2 separate regions of the Mus musculus genome follow, and region 2 is linked to region 1. The links are chromatin contacts, called in public promoter capture Hi-C maps. All regions are on one chromosome and are shown on one strand. The core of a region is the stretch at or near the end of the contact, and the rest is flanking DNA. Distances in the headings are between cores, read along the strand shown.

Evidence for each region. Promoter capture Hi-C pulls out the DNA fragments that hold promoters and counts their contacts.
Region 2: a contact with region 1 is called in a promoter capture Hi-C map of liver. The contact joins the promoter of Cnot6l here to the enhancer-like site in region 1. A contact is called at or near these places in 2 of 39 promoter capture datasets (both in liver), 1 of 484 Hi-C or Micro-C datasets (liver), 2 of 115 datasets of contacts at active chromatin or transcription factors (bone marrow-derived macrophages and pancreatic cancer cells) and 1 of 9 other capture datasets (pancreatic islet).

What each region holds. Positions count from the first base shown.
Region 1 is chr5:96,004,910-96,011,368 of GRCm38.p6, forward strand. No RefSeq gene overlaps it. Among named protein-coding and RNA genes, the nearest start is that of Cxcl13, 51 kb to the left of the region's middle. Within about 2 kb of position 4,367, at least 15 of the 459 cell types and tissues checked have an H3K27ac peak or open chromatin away from gene starts, as enhancers often do. A contact at or near this core is called in liver and pancreatic islet, where this site is marked.
Region 2 is chr5:96,157,312-96,163,388 of GRCm38.p6, forward strand. It overlaps Cnot6l (CCR4-NOT transcription complex, subunit 6-like), which reads right to left and starts at 4,679. Exons shown (of 12, transcript NM_144910.2): 1 at 4,626-4,679. Gm52799 reads left to right here and starts at 4,484. Exons shown (of 2, transcript XM_030254979.1): 1 at 4,484-4,580; 2 at 4,828-6,077. The coding sequence starts at 4,484. The coding sequence ends at 5,444.

The DNA.
Region 1 (6,459 bases), core at 3,117-5,616:
CATTCTCTTCTCCTTTGTTCTTTCATCACTGTTCTCTCTCCTCCTCCTGTGAGCTCAGTTGCTTTAGATCCTACTCTAAAGTAAGAACGTGAGGCATTTATCCTTTTTCCTATTTACTCTCTAGCTTACTTTTAAATACCTATTAATAAATGTTAATGGCACTCAATGTGATATAACCAAAGCCAGCTTTCATCAACTGTATCTCTCCCTATTTCCCAACTTCTATCAATCATTATTCTTTCCAGACAATCTTTATAGGTTCCACAGATGCAAGAAACCATGTGGTCCATGTCTTTCTATGCTTCCTTATTTCATGTCACATAATGTCCTTCTGTTCTATATGTTAATCTGCAAATGACATAATGAAATGCATATGCACATGCATTCATATATATGTATGTGTGTGTGTATATGTGTACACATACATACATACATACATACACATATATATATATAAATTCTCTTCATCCAGTTGAATGTCGACTCTCTCTCTCTGAACTGTCAGGATAGTAGGATAAACAAGGATGTGCAGGTATCTCTATTGCTGAGCACAGTCCCTTTGAATATATACTCAGGAGGGGTTCATTGGATCACGCTGGCTTTAGGTTGATTTTTTTGGAGGAACGTATGTGCTATGGCAGTAGAGATTTACAGTCTCATCAACTATATATGATATTTTCTTTTTTCTCCACATCCTTGAGACTTGCTAATTGATTTCTTTTTCATAGCAGGCATTCTCACTAGAGTAAGAATTTCAATCTGGATTTACTTGCATTTACGCACTTGCCTAATGATGTCCAGCATATTTCATACATTGCTGGGCTGTTCTTCTTTGAGACGTATGTACTCATTTTTAATTGGATTACCTGTTGAGGAGTGCAACATTGCTTGTGTTCCTCATATATCCCAGATATTAACCCTCAGGAAGAGAAATAATGTTCCACCCCATTCAGTAGGCCCTCTTCACTCAGTTGTTTTGTAGGATGCTCTCCATTCTGTTGTCTCCTTTGCTGTACCAAAGCTTCTTGATGACGTAACTTTGGAAACCGTATCCTGAAAAGTCAGGGTCTATTCCACATCCTGAAATGTTTCCCCTCTGCTTCATTCTTGTACTTTCATTTTGGGTCTTGTATTTTGGTCTTTGGTCAGTCTTGAGGTGGGTTTTGTTTGTTTGGTTGTTTGGCTGGTAGGTTGGTTGATTGGTTTGGTTTGGTTTGGTTTGGTTTGGTTTGGTTTGGTTTGGTTTGGTTTGGTTTGGTTTTTGTTTGTTTGTTTGTTTGTTTGGTTGGTTGGTTGGTTGGTTGGTTTGGTTTGATTTTTGTTTTTTTTCCATACTGAGGACTACACTCAGGGCTTCATGCATTCTCGACAAGAGTCCTAGCACTAAGCTAAATGTCTAGTTTGATGGGATTTTAATTTTTACACTGTAAGTACTTCATGGATTGAGCCCTCTCCAATAAGGTTATTCTTGAAAGAACTAAACTGAGGATCGAACTCTGGATAGCCATAATTCCAGAATCAAGAGCGTATCAGAGGACCAGTCCCAGCTGCAGATCAAATTACATCATATTAGCACACACACCAAGGAGCAACAAAAATTGTAAAAATTAGGCAAAATAGTTTTTAAAAATTGCTACATTATTTAAACCTTTCTAATAAAACATCAAACCAACAAACATCTGGACAAATAAATGCAAACAAGGCAGGGATACATAGGCAAGAGGAGTGCAGGCATCCCGTTTGTGGGTTCAGTTCCTACCCTGCTCAGTGCCCTGGTAGATGAAGTTTCCTGACCACATCTTTGATGGAGACCATCTTCAGTACCAGCTTATAATTTGTTCTTCATTTAAGTATATTTTTGGAATTCATCTATATTATTGCGGGTTTTATTAATTCACTTCAGTTTATATTCATTATATAAAATTAGGTTAATTTCTGTCTTATAGAAAGAGTCCTACATAATCTTTAGGTCATTTTGAAAAGATGTCCAGGGGCTGAGGTGGGGATGAGGTGGGTGGAGGTATTTTTGCTATTCTTTCTCCACTCCATACAAACCCCAAAATTGCGCAGATATTATCCTATCCTGGGCCTATCCTTGTTTGTAGCATCAAGAGATTATTAAATGTGTAGAGAAAAAACAATGCTCCTGGCTTCTCAGCACAAGTGGCACAATACCCTCTTCTGCATTAGATTATCGTTTTATGGCATCAGAACTCAACTTCCTTCATGATTCTACCATAACTCCTTTATTTCTCCACTTTACTGTGTTTCTTTTTACTGCTGTGCTTCATCTAAGAATGCATTTGAGCAAGGAAGTAGGGGAGAGCAGAGTGTGTGCTATTAATTGTGTTTTCTTTGTTCAAATACAAAAGGGATACAATTTCTTTTGTGGAGCTGTTATTTTATTTTGTATTACTTTTGAGACAAAAATTCATGCAGCTCAGGTGTCCTCAAACTTTCTATGTAGCTGAAGATGACCTTGAATTTCTGATCCTTTCTACATAGTGCTAGGATCATAAGCATGCTTTAAAAGTACTGAGTATAGAACCCAGTGTTCTGTGTATACTAGATGTGATTTTTTGAATGAGAATGGTCCCTCACATTTGAACATTTGGCTCCCAACTAGTGGCACAATTTGTGGAGGTCTAAGAGTTGTGGCCTTGCTGGAGAAAACGCATCAATGGGGACCAGCTTTGAGCTTTCCAAATCTTCGTGCAATTCCCAGTTTGCTCTTTCTGTTTCCTGCTTGCCATCAAGATGTGAGTGCACAGCTCCTGCTCTTGCCACCATCCTTGCCACTTCCCTGCCATTGTGTACTCATCCTCTAGAACCATGAGCCCAAATAAAGTCCTTCTTCTATGTTACCTTGGTCATGGTGGTGTATCGAAGAAACAGGGAAGTAACGGATGCACAAGCAAATACTCTACCAACAGAGCTACATGCCCAGCCCCCAAAGGGAAATGATGAATAGGCACTATTTTAAAGATCTGAAACTACCAGGATTTTATAAATTTGTCCTAAGAATTAGGTGATTATCAGGCATAAGTCCATCTACAAGGAGTCTTATTAGTATTATCTGCAGAAATAGTGGTACCTTCAAGAACATTCAATACAATTAAGAGTGTTGCCTTTTAAAGATATGGGGAGGGGCTAGAGAGATGGCTAAGAAGATAAGAGCACTGGATGCTCTTCCGGATGACCCGAGTTCAATTCCCAGGACCCACGTGGCAGCTTACAACTGTCTATAACTCCTGTTCCAAGGATCTGAAACCCTCATATAGACATACATGCAATACCAATTACATAAAATAAACATAAATAAATTAAAAATATTGGGAGTATTGTAGAAAATATTTCAATCCCAGCCCTGGGGCTTCTACCTCACCTTGATCATTGAGTTCCTGGATTTAAAACACACACACACACACACACACACACACACACACACACACACACACACTCAGCCTTTATATTTACAATAAGTCTTAATCAACACAAGCATTGGGCAGCTGCCTACCCTCCATGCTGCTGGAATCTCCTTTCCAATCGATAACCCCAGGTTAATATTTACTATTTCCTATGCTCCATCTGGGCTGCTCTTAACTCCAACTGAGCAACTTTCAGGGCCATGTTCTCTTGACCCTTAACCCATCGTGGCTTCTCCTTCCTCCTCTCCGGCACATTCTTCGCCTTCCTCTCAAGCTTGCAAAGCCTAAACCCCGCCTATGTCTCTTCTGCACAGTTATTGACATCTTTATTCACCAATTAGAATTAGCTTGGGGGCAGGGTCACAGGGGCTCCGTGCTGACTCCATCCACCCCTGCACTTAGCATTACAGTAAAAGACAAAACTTCAACGAGGGGAGCTTATCTCTAAAAATCCAATGACTTCATAGGAAAGACTTTGAGAGAGGTGGAGACAGGCCCCACTTGCATCCTGCTTTGGAAGCAGGAAGGCAGAAGAGTGGATTCCTTGTCTACAGCTGCCCCACACAGAACCTTATAGCTAGTAAGTGTGACCACTACAACTGGAGGATGACTCAAAAGGAGCAAGATGAAGTGGACAAGGCAGGTACAGAAGAACAAGGTGGTGACAGAAACATACATGACACATAGCAGGAGAGATCTTTGAGGGGCTGTATAGATGTAGACTTTTAGCGAATGGAAAAAATATTTACAGAAAATAAATGTGAAAACCTCTGTACAGTAGGCTATGTAAGCTCTCTAAGTAGAAGTCTGTAGTGTCCTACAAAGCAGGCACCTGGAGCCATAGTTATGTTTTATTTACTAGGACTCTGGGCAGAAGCTTGGCCACCAGGGCCTGGCACCTGTTCAGAATATTGGTGGATAAACACTTTGTCCAGGTGCAAATTAATTTTAGTCTCTTGTTTGCTTTTCCAAGTCATCAGAACCTGGCACTATGTCCTGAGTACCTCCTGTGTACAGTTTAAAACAGCAAGTTGAGCACTGTAAGTAGAAGGAGCTCTACAGTCAAATATGTTCAGGTAGTACAGGGCTTTTAATATGAACGTCTTGCTGCAGAATTTCTTGGAGGCTTCACTATGCAAATGTGTACTCTGAATTCTCAAGAGGGTACAACATGTCACATCACTCAGATGTGACCACAGGATCCTTGTTTTTGAAGCATCTCAGGATAGTGATACACCATTTGGACAAATGCTGGGAAATATTTGGAGATGCATTGCCTGGCTTTGTTTTAGAATAGGGTCTTAATGCTCAAGCTCAAAGGCATTATTTTTCAGCTGTAATCAAGTGGCATATTCTAAGTGTGTTATTCACCACATCACAGTCTAGAAGCAGCTGGTCAAACCATCAAGCTGCTAATTGTCCTGTGTGTCAAACTACATGATAATATCCAATTAAGTGATTTATTCCAAAGCTGCTTGCCTTTCCCTCTTTAGAAGTACTTCATATGCTTGGACCCATTGTCCTAAGAGCATGGGTCCTCCATGAGGATAACTATCTATCTTCCTATTTCTTTACCCATCATGCAAAGCACATACACGGTACAACCTGAGATGGATAAATGCAGATTCAGTATGTGTACTCACAGAGAGAATGCAGCAAAAGCAGGTTGAAATGACCTGTACATTGCGATGTGTTTGACACTGGGTAGTTTTATGCTTTTATTACCATTTCCCTAAGCACACATGCATCATTTTCCTCTGTACTTTTGCCAGCAGTTAAGTATTTCCTGGAAGGACAATGGGACAATGAATCAAAGCCACCATGAAGTATTTTCCTGTTTGTACCAACTTAAAGGCTTCATCGTTGACGAACAGCTTAAGGTAGCCTTAACTAGTCCAGTGTTTTGTTCTTGCTCAGTGTGTTCATTGATTGGCCAAGGTTTCAACAGCTCCAGTTTCACTGCCATATATTTCTAAAATAAAACCTTTTTTTCAGATGTCTTTGATTTTTGCAAGCTAAGAAAACTTTCCCTGTTACCCAATTCTAAAAGTGTTGGGAAGGTAAACTCTTATCATACTCTTATATATGAAGGACCTTAGTCCAATGGTATTTTGCCAAGTAAACAATTTACATTCTATTATTTCCACTGGAAAGTCCCTTTTCCAAATTGAAGAATTTCTCAGAAAAAAAAAAAAGAAGAAGAAGAAGAACAGTTACGGATCATAGAAATCCCAAGTTCTTCCTATCATGATTCTGGGGTTTTCAAACAGAATAATAGGGCTGTTATTTGCAGGGCCAAATTGAAGGCACTGATACATCAAATTTACAACAGAAACATCAGGACTAAGTGATCCTGTCAATAGCTTTATTGTTTCTGCTTCTTGCCTGCTCCTGTCATCTCTGCCATATTCCCTAGACCTTGCTCTTGTGGTCCCATCACCCTTATTTATGTCCTGCGACCTTTAGCTTTCTTTGTTTCTATTTATCCATGTCTCTGATAGGCTTCTTTCATTATGTCTTGTGGGGTTTGTTTTAACTCTATAACTATACACATGCTTCCTCTTTCTTCTCAACTCTCTCATTAATGATTTTCCCTACCCCTAATGAAACTCAACAGCAAACCAAGCAGTATAAATGGCATGACGCTTACTGAAGTTCCAGACAGCCATTCCCAAACTCTCAACAATCCCATGGTGTCCATTCGCCCTCATATTTCTTGATGTCAATTGTAGAAACACACACACACACACACACACACAGGCACACACACACACGAACACAGACACATTCATGTGAATGTACATACCTTCCTTGATGTCAAGCATATTTACACACACACACACCCAGAGAGAGAGAGAGAGAGAGAGAGAGAGAGAGAGAGAGAGAGAGAGAGAGAGAGAAAGAGAAAGAAAGAGAGAGAGAGGGGTGTCTAGGAACCGTACTTGGCCAAACTAGTTACGTTTTGTAGGAGTGACATGAACTAGTTTAATGCTTATTTTTATACAAAGGCCTCTGATTCCATAATTCTTAT
Region 2 (6,077 bases), core at 3,429-5,928, 150 kb after region 1:
GTTTGTTTGTTTGTTTAGGGAGAGGGGTTGTTTGGTTTAGTTTCTGTAACAGAGATTCACTATGTTCTATAGGGCCTCTGCCTCACAAGGGCTGGGAATTATAGGCGTGTGCCAGCAGGCTAAAGAGGATATAGGGAAAGGGGAATCCCTACTTACTGCTGGTGGGACTGTAAACTAGTACAGCTGTTATAGAAATTACCTCAAAAAAATAAAAACAGGACTATCACATGACCCAGCTATATTACTACTAAATCTATAACTCAATAGACTCTATATCCTACAACAGTGATAAACATGCTTATTGGTGCTACATTCCTGATAGCAAGGGAAATGGAATCAGCATAGATGCCATGATAACAAGGAAAATGGAATCAATCTAGATGCCTATAATGAAAATGTAGTATATATATAAAGTGAAATTTTACTCAGCTGTAAAGAAAAGTGAAATCTATAGGAAAAAAGATAGGCCTGAAAAGCATTGTATTAAGTCAAGTGGCCGAATGCAGAAAGACAAACCAATATTCTCTCTTTATATGCAGATCCTAGCTTGTATAGATGTATGTATGTAAGGGGGAATAAATGTGGATAAAGCCTAAAATACTAGAATGGATACCAAGAACAAGTAAAGAGATCATGAGGAGGGAAAAGGGACAGGACGACTAAGAACATATATAACATGAAACCATAAAGTGGGTCAAGATAAAAACAAAGAGGATTAAAGGGTAGGAGAGATGGGGTTAAATCAAAACAAATTTTGTTTGAAACTACCATAGTGATACCTAAAACTTTGTATGTTAGATAAATGAAAGTACATTTGCCTTCTAATAAAGCTGTCCCTACGTGTGTGTGTGTGTGTGTGTGTGCACTACTCCCATTAGATATATTAACAATTCTTTCATTAAAAGTACAGATTTATCGAATTATCTGAAGGGGAACTGGTCACAGGGGAAAGGTTGCAGACGAAGCTGCAGATACAGATCTTGAACCTTAATGGAGCCAGAGTGGAACCAGTGACCCTGCACACACATGCATTCTCGAGTGTCAAATTTTTCAGTGGATATTTATAATAATTTTTTAAAGACTTATTTGTTATTATACATAAGTACACTTGTAGCTGTCTTCACACACACCAGAAGAAGGCATCAGATCTCATTACAAATAGTTGTGAGCTACCATGTGGTTGCTGAAATTTGAACTCACAACCTTCGGAAGAGCAGTCAGTGCTCTTACCTGCTGAGCCATCTCCGAAGCCTGGATGTTTATATATTAAAACTTTCACCGAATATTTTGAAACTTTAGAAAATCTCACTTTTAACTTACAAATTTTAGAAAATACTAAGATTATTGATTAAGACAAAGATAAGATCTAACTAGGAAAACTGAGCGTTTGAAGATTCATTTTCTTACTTTGTATTATATGTTTATATATCTATATGTGGTTGATGTGCACTGAATGTAGGTACCCTCTGAAGCCAGAAGAGGGTGTGAGATCCCCTACAGCTGTCAGTCACTTGTGAGCTGCACAACATGGGTACTAGGAACCCAACTCTGGTCCTCTGAAAGAGTACAATGTTCCTTTCATTGCTCAGCTACCTCTCCAACCCCCCAAACTAGTATTTTTAAGGGACTTAATGAAATCATTCACACATTCTCACTACTGTCTTTATCCTCATTCCCTAAAACATAAAACAAGCAAGCAAGTAAGCAAACAAACCTCTTAAATTAGAACCAAGTGAAATGCAAATGCCTCTAATTGCCATAAGGGGGCTAAGGCGAGAGGATTGTAAGTTTTTGGTAAACCTGCTCTACAAGACAAGACTCTCAAAAACAAACACTTAATTTTAAAAAGTATAATTCTTCTAACCTTTCCACTGGTTTTACTTTACACCCCTCACCATTATGGTTTTCCAAAAACATAAATTTAAATTTAAAAAAATTAAAACTCAATAAATAGCACATTTACTACCCACTCTATACAAAATAGAAACAGCAGATTATTACAGGATGGTAGAAAAACTCAGAAAGATGCTCCCAAAGGTTTTATTTACAAGAATCTGTCAACCTGAACTAAAAGAATTATGTAACAGTTTTGTAACATTTATTGTTTGTGGCTGTATATAAAATCTACTTCTTTCATCTATTCTGATGTTTGATTGTAATCAACTTACAGAACTTAGGATCCTCTCCCAGGGACTATGTTTTTAAATTCATTAAAAAGTAATGAAACTAAAACTAATCAAAAATAATAAATATAGCAAGTTTGGCTATTTTCTATAAACTAACATGCAAGGCTACATTGACAATTTTACGTCTAGAAAAAAAAAAAGGACATCTCATATGCTTACACAGACTTTATGTATATTAAAGGCCTCTGAAATACTTTTTCTCCTCATTGCTGGGACCCAAACCCAGGGCCCACATATTTGTACACAAAGCTACATCCCCAGCTGTATTTTCTCGACCCCCTAACTCACAATTAAGCAATATTGCTACAGGTAATTAATGAGTATTTGTACTTAAAAACTTTTCGATACTTATAATCAGAGCAGTAGCAGGCAGTAGTAAAAGATCGCATCTACTATATGCCAAACATGTTTTCTCAATGGCCTCTCACAACCTTACTGAAAGAGTATCATCTTCCTGATACAAGAAAACAGATACACAAATCCTAGACATCAAGAGAACATGACAATAAGTATTAATGACATGGCCATGGTTCTAACTAGTCTGTAAAAGTTAAGACCCTTTTCCTATTAAACTCCACACTTCGGCTGTTCCTCGAGTAATGTTGATAGAAACAGCTTTTTACTTCTCCTCTCCCCACCCCCACCCTCCCATTGAAGAACATACTGTTTCTCTGTGAGCCTAGGTTCAGAAAAGAGCAATCTCTGGTCATTACAGTGACCACGACCTAAAAGCTTCAAATGATACAGTATTGTGTGACTCCACCCACAGTCAAGGTCTAGCTGTGTGGTCTAACTAGACCCAAATATAAAAAGTGAGGTTAGTCGGCAACTAAAATACCGTTTACATACAGTTCTGAAATGCCCTATTCACTCAGTGGCAGATTTACCTTTATTTCCGCTTTTTGTTTTGAGATAGCTTTCCAGGAGCACACAATAAATTGACCATAGAGGCTGATGATCTAGGTTTGGGAGACTTAAGGAAAAACACGTTTGGTTGCACATGACTATCTCCATGGAGAATTAAGATAACGAGAATCAGTAAGATAGCATCTAAAACTGCTGTAGCGTGCCTTCACTGTGTACAAACAGCTCAGCTAAACTCCTGAACACAATCCGCCTAAACAGTCTAAGCTAAATAAGCCGCCGGTAGGGTTAAGATGACAGCTCCGGGAACTTCCTCTTCCTCACTGACCTCCTCAGTTCTGTGTCCACGCCTTTCCCTCTAGGAGGCAGGATATAAGCCATTTCAAATTCACAAAATTGATCCAATCCCACCAACACCACAGGCCAACAAGGCCAGTTTCCCTTTCTTCCTCTCTGCCTTTCCAGAGTGATTTCCAGGGAAGTGAAAAATCTAACCAACGATAAAGTATCCGCTGCAACAACTGCAACAACAAAGAACGTATTTACTCAAGCCTCTGCTCGCACAGCCTTAAAGGACGGACGGAAAGAGGAGATCCGAACCCCACGAATTCCGAGATTTCCTGTTTTGATTCACTTTCCCTCGGGTTCCCCACGCCAGCCTGGGAAGGCCTGCAGTTAGAACGCCAAAATATGCCTTCCTCTCCCCTTGGGAGACGCGGAGGCGGCACAGGCGACCACGATCCGCGTGTCCCGCCCCCGACCCTCACCTGGCCAGGCCCGGGGCAGCGCCCGGGGCCCGCGCGAGGACGGAGTCCCAGGAGCGTCTGGGGAGGCCACCGGGCGCGAAGACGGTTAGGCCGCGCTGCAGGCCGGCGCGCTTCCTGCCGCGGCCCCGGCCTCGGGAACCGCGGCCCGAGCCCCCGCTGCCCGCCGCCCGCCGCCGTGGGGGCCGCACTGCCTCCCGCGTCCACGGCGTGGGTTCCCGCCGAGCCGTTCTCACCTGTGAGGCTCTGAGCCCCGGCCTCGAAGCGGAAGGACCTCGACGCTCTGGGGTCCCCGACTCCGTCCCCCTCCCCACACGCACACGGCCTGGAACCCGCGCCCCCTGAGGCGACGCGGGCCGGCTCCCGCCGCCCGACACACACACACGCAGACACACACACACGCGACACACACGCACACCCACTCGCCGCGGGGCCGCCTCCCGCCCGCCAAAGTCCCAACTCACACACCCACACACGTTCGTCCCTCGCCCACCTCACTTCCCCGGGGAGACGCGCTCCCCCTCGCTCCACTCCCGGTCCGACTCCGAGGCACGGAAACACTCTACCTCATTCTCCTCCGCGGGCCCTGAACGAGCACCAGCAGCCATTTCCCCGCGGCTGGGGAAACACACACACACAAACACGCGCGCGCGCACCAGGGCCCCACAGATGCTCCCCTCCAGACCTCAGACGCAAACACAAACACCCACGCCCGCCCGCTCACCCCGAGGGGCCGCGGCGGCGGCGGGAGGCCGGGCCCCGGAAGGCGAGCGCGCAGGGCCGGGAGTCGAGGCCCGCGCCCCCTCCTCACCTGCATTCAGCGCGCCAGGGTCCGGACGGCGGCGACGGCGGCGGCGGCGGGGCGGCTGCTGCTGGGGCTGCGGCGGCGGGGGAGGCGGCGGCGGCGGTGGCGGCGGGGCTGAGGGCAGTAAAGACATGCAGGCAGCCCGCCGGGGGGAGAGGCACCGGCCGGAGGGGACGCGGGGCGGGCGGGCCGGGCCGGGCCGCCTGAGGAACCACCGAGGCGGCGGAGGGCGGCCGAAGGGAGCGCAGAGCAGACGGATCGGGGGGCGGGGAGGGGGGACGCGGGCCGCGCCGCGCAGGACCGGGGCGACCGGGGCGCGTAGGAGAGGGCCCGCGGTCGCCGGAGACGCCGCTGCGAAAGCCTCGCGGAGCCCGCCCTTGGCCTTGGCCTCCTGGCGCTGAGGCTGCCGCCGCCGCGGGGGTCGATGCCGAGCCGGGTCGCTGCCGAGGCCGGGGCCGAGGAGAGAGAAAAAGAGAGGGAGAAGAGAGAGAGAGAGACGCGAGCTTTCGATGCCTTCGCTCTAATTCACACACGCTCACAACCCCGAGGGCCGGGGAGAGAAGTCCAGGCGCTATCGCTTTAGAGATTAATAACAAGGTGCAGAGAGTGCGAGGAGGAGGAGGAGGAGAGTTGATTGACGTGGAGGGGCTGGCGGGAGTCAGTCACTCCCCGGCGCCGAGGGGTGGGGTGAGGGGAAGGGGGCGGGGCCCCGGCGCGCCGCGCTTCGGGAGTTGCGCGTGCGCGCGGGACGGCCAAGCGCCTGGCTCGCTTCTTACCGTCGCCCTCGCTGGTGTTTTGGGAAAAAAAAAAAAACTGCTTTATTAGATTGAGTGGAGGGTAGAAGCCGAGAAGACTCGTACGATTAGCAGAACCTAGGTGCTGATGCTGGGGATGGGGAAGGGACACGCGGGTGCTTGCACTGTTTCCTGACGCTGGCCCACGCAGGCCCACAGCAGAGCTCAGGGCATTCTGGGTGGTTAATTAAGGAGACCTCAGGTGAGGTGGAACGACCCAAGGAAATGTTTTCTGACGTCCTCAGTGGGTTTCTTGACTTCTTCTTCTTCTTTTTAAAAACAGCATGTGTAAATTGCATGGCGGGAGGTGGGTTTAAAAGCCTATGACGCTCTGCGATAACCCCGTCCTATTTTTAATCCTCTCTCGCGATAAAATTGTATTTGGCAGTTTGCGGCGGTTACGGAGTGAAAACATTTAAGTGTAAACTGGAAATATTATTGGTTACCGTGTGAATGGAGCTTGCTATTTTAAGTCCGGAGGATTTTACTTGTGCCACCTGAAGCTTCTTCCAACAAAGCTAGAAGCAAATTGCATGTGCTCTGCAAGGCAGAGTGCTGCCTTGGATTTTGCACTTTTCCGTCTCTCCCGGCGCATGGCTCTGTGCTGGGTATTTACCGACGCCGGTCCAGAGTCGATTCAATATGTTTTATTCTCAAATATATG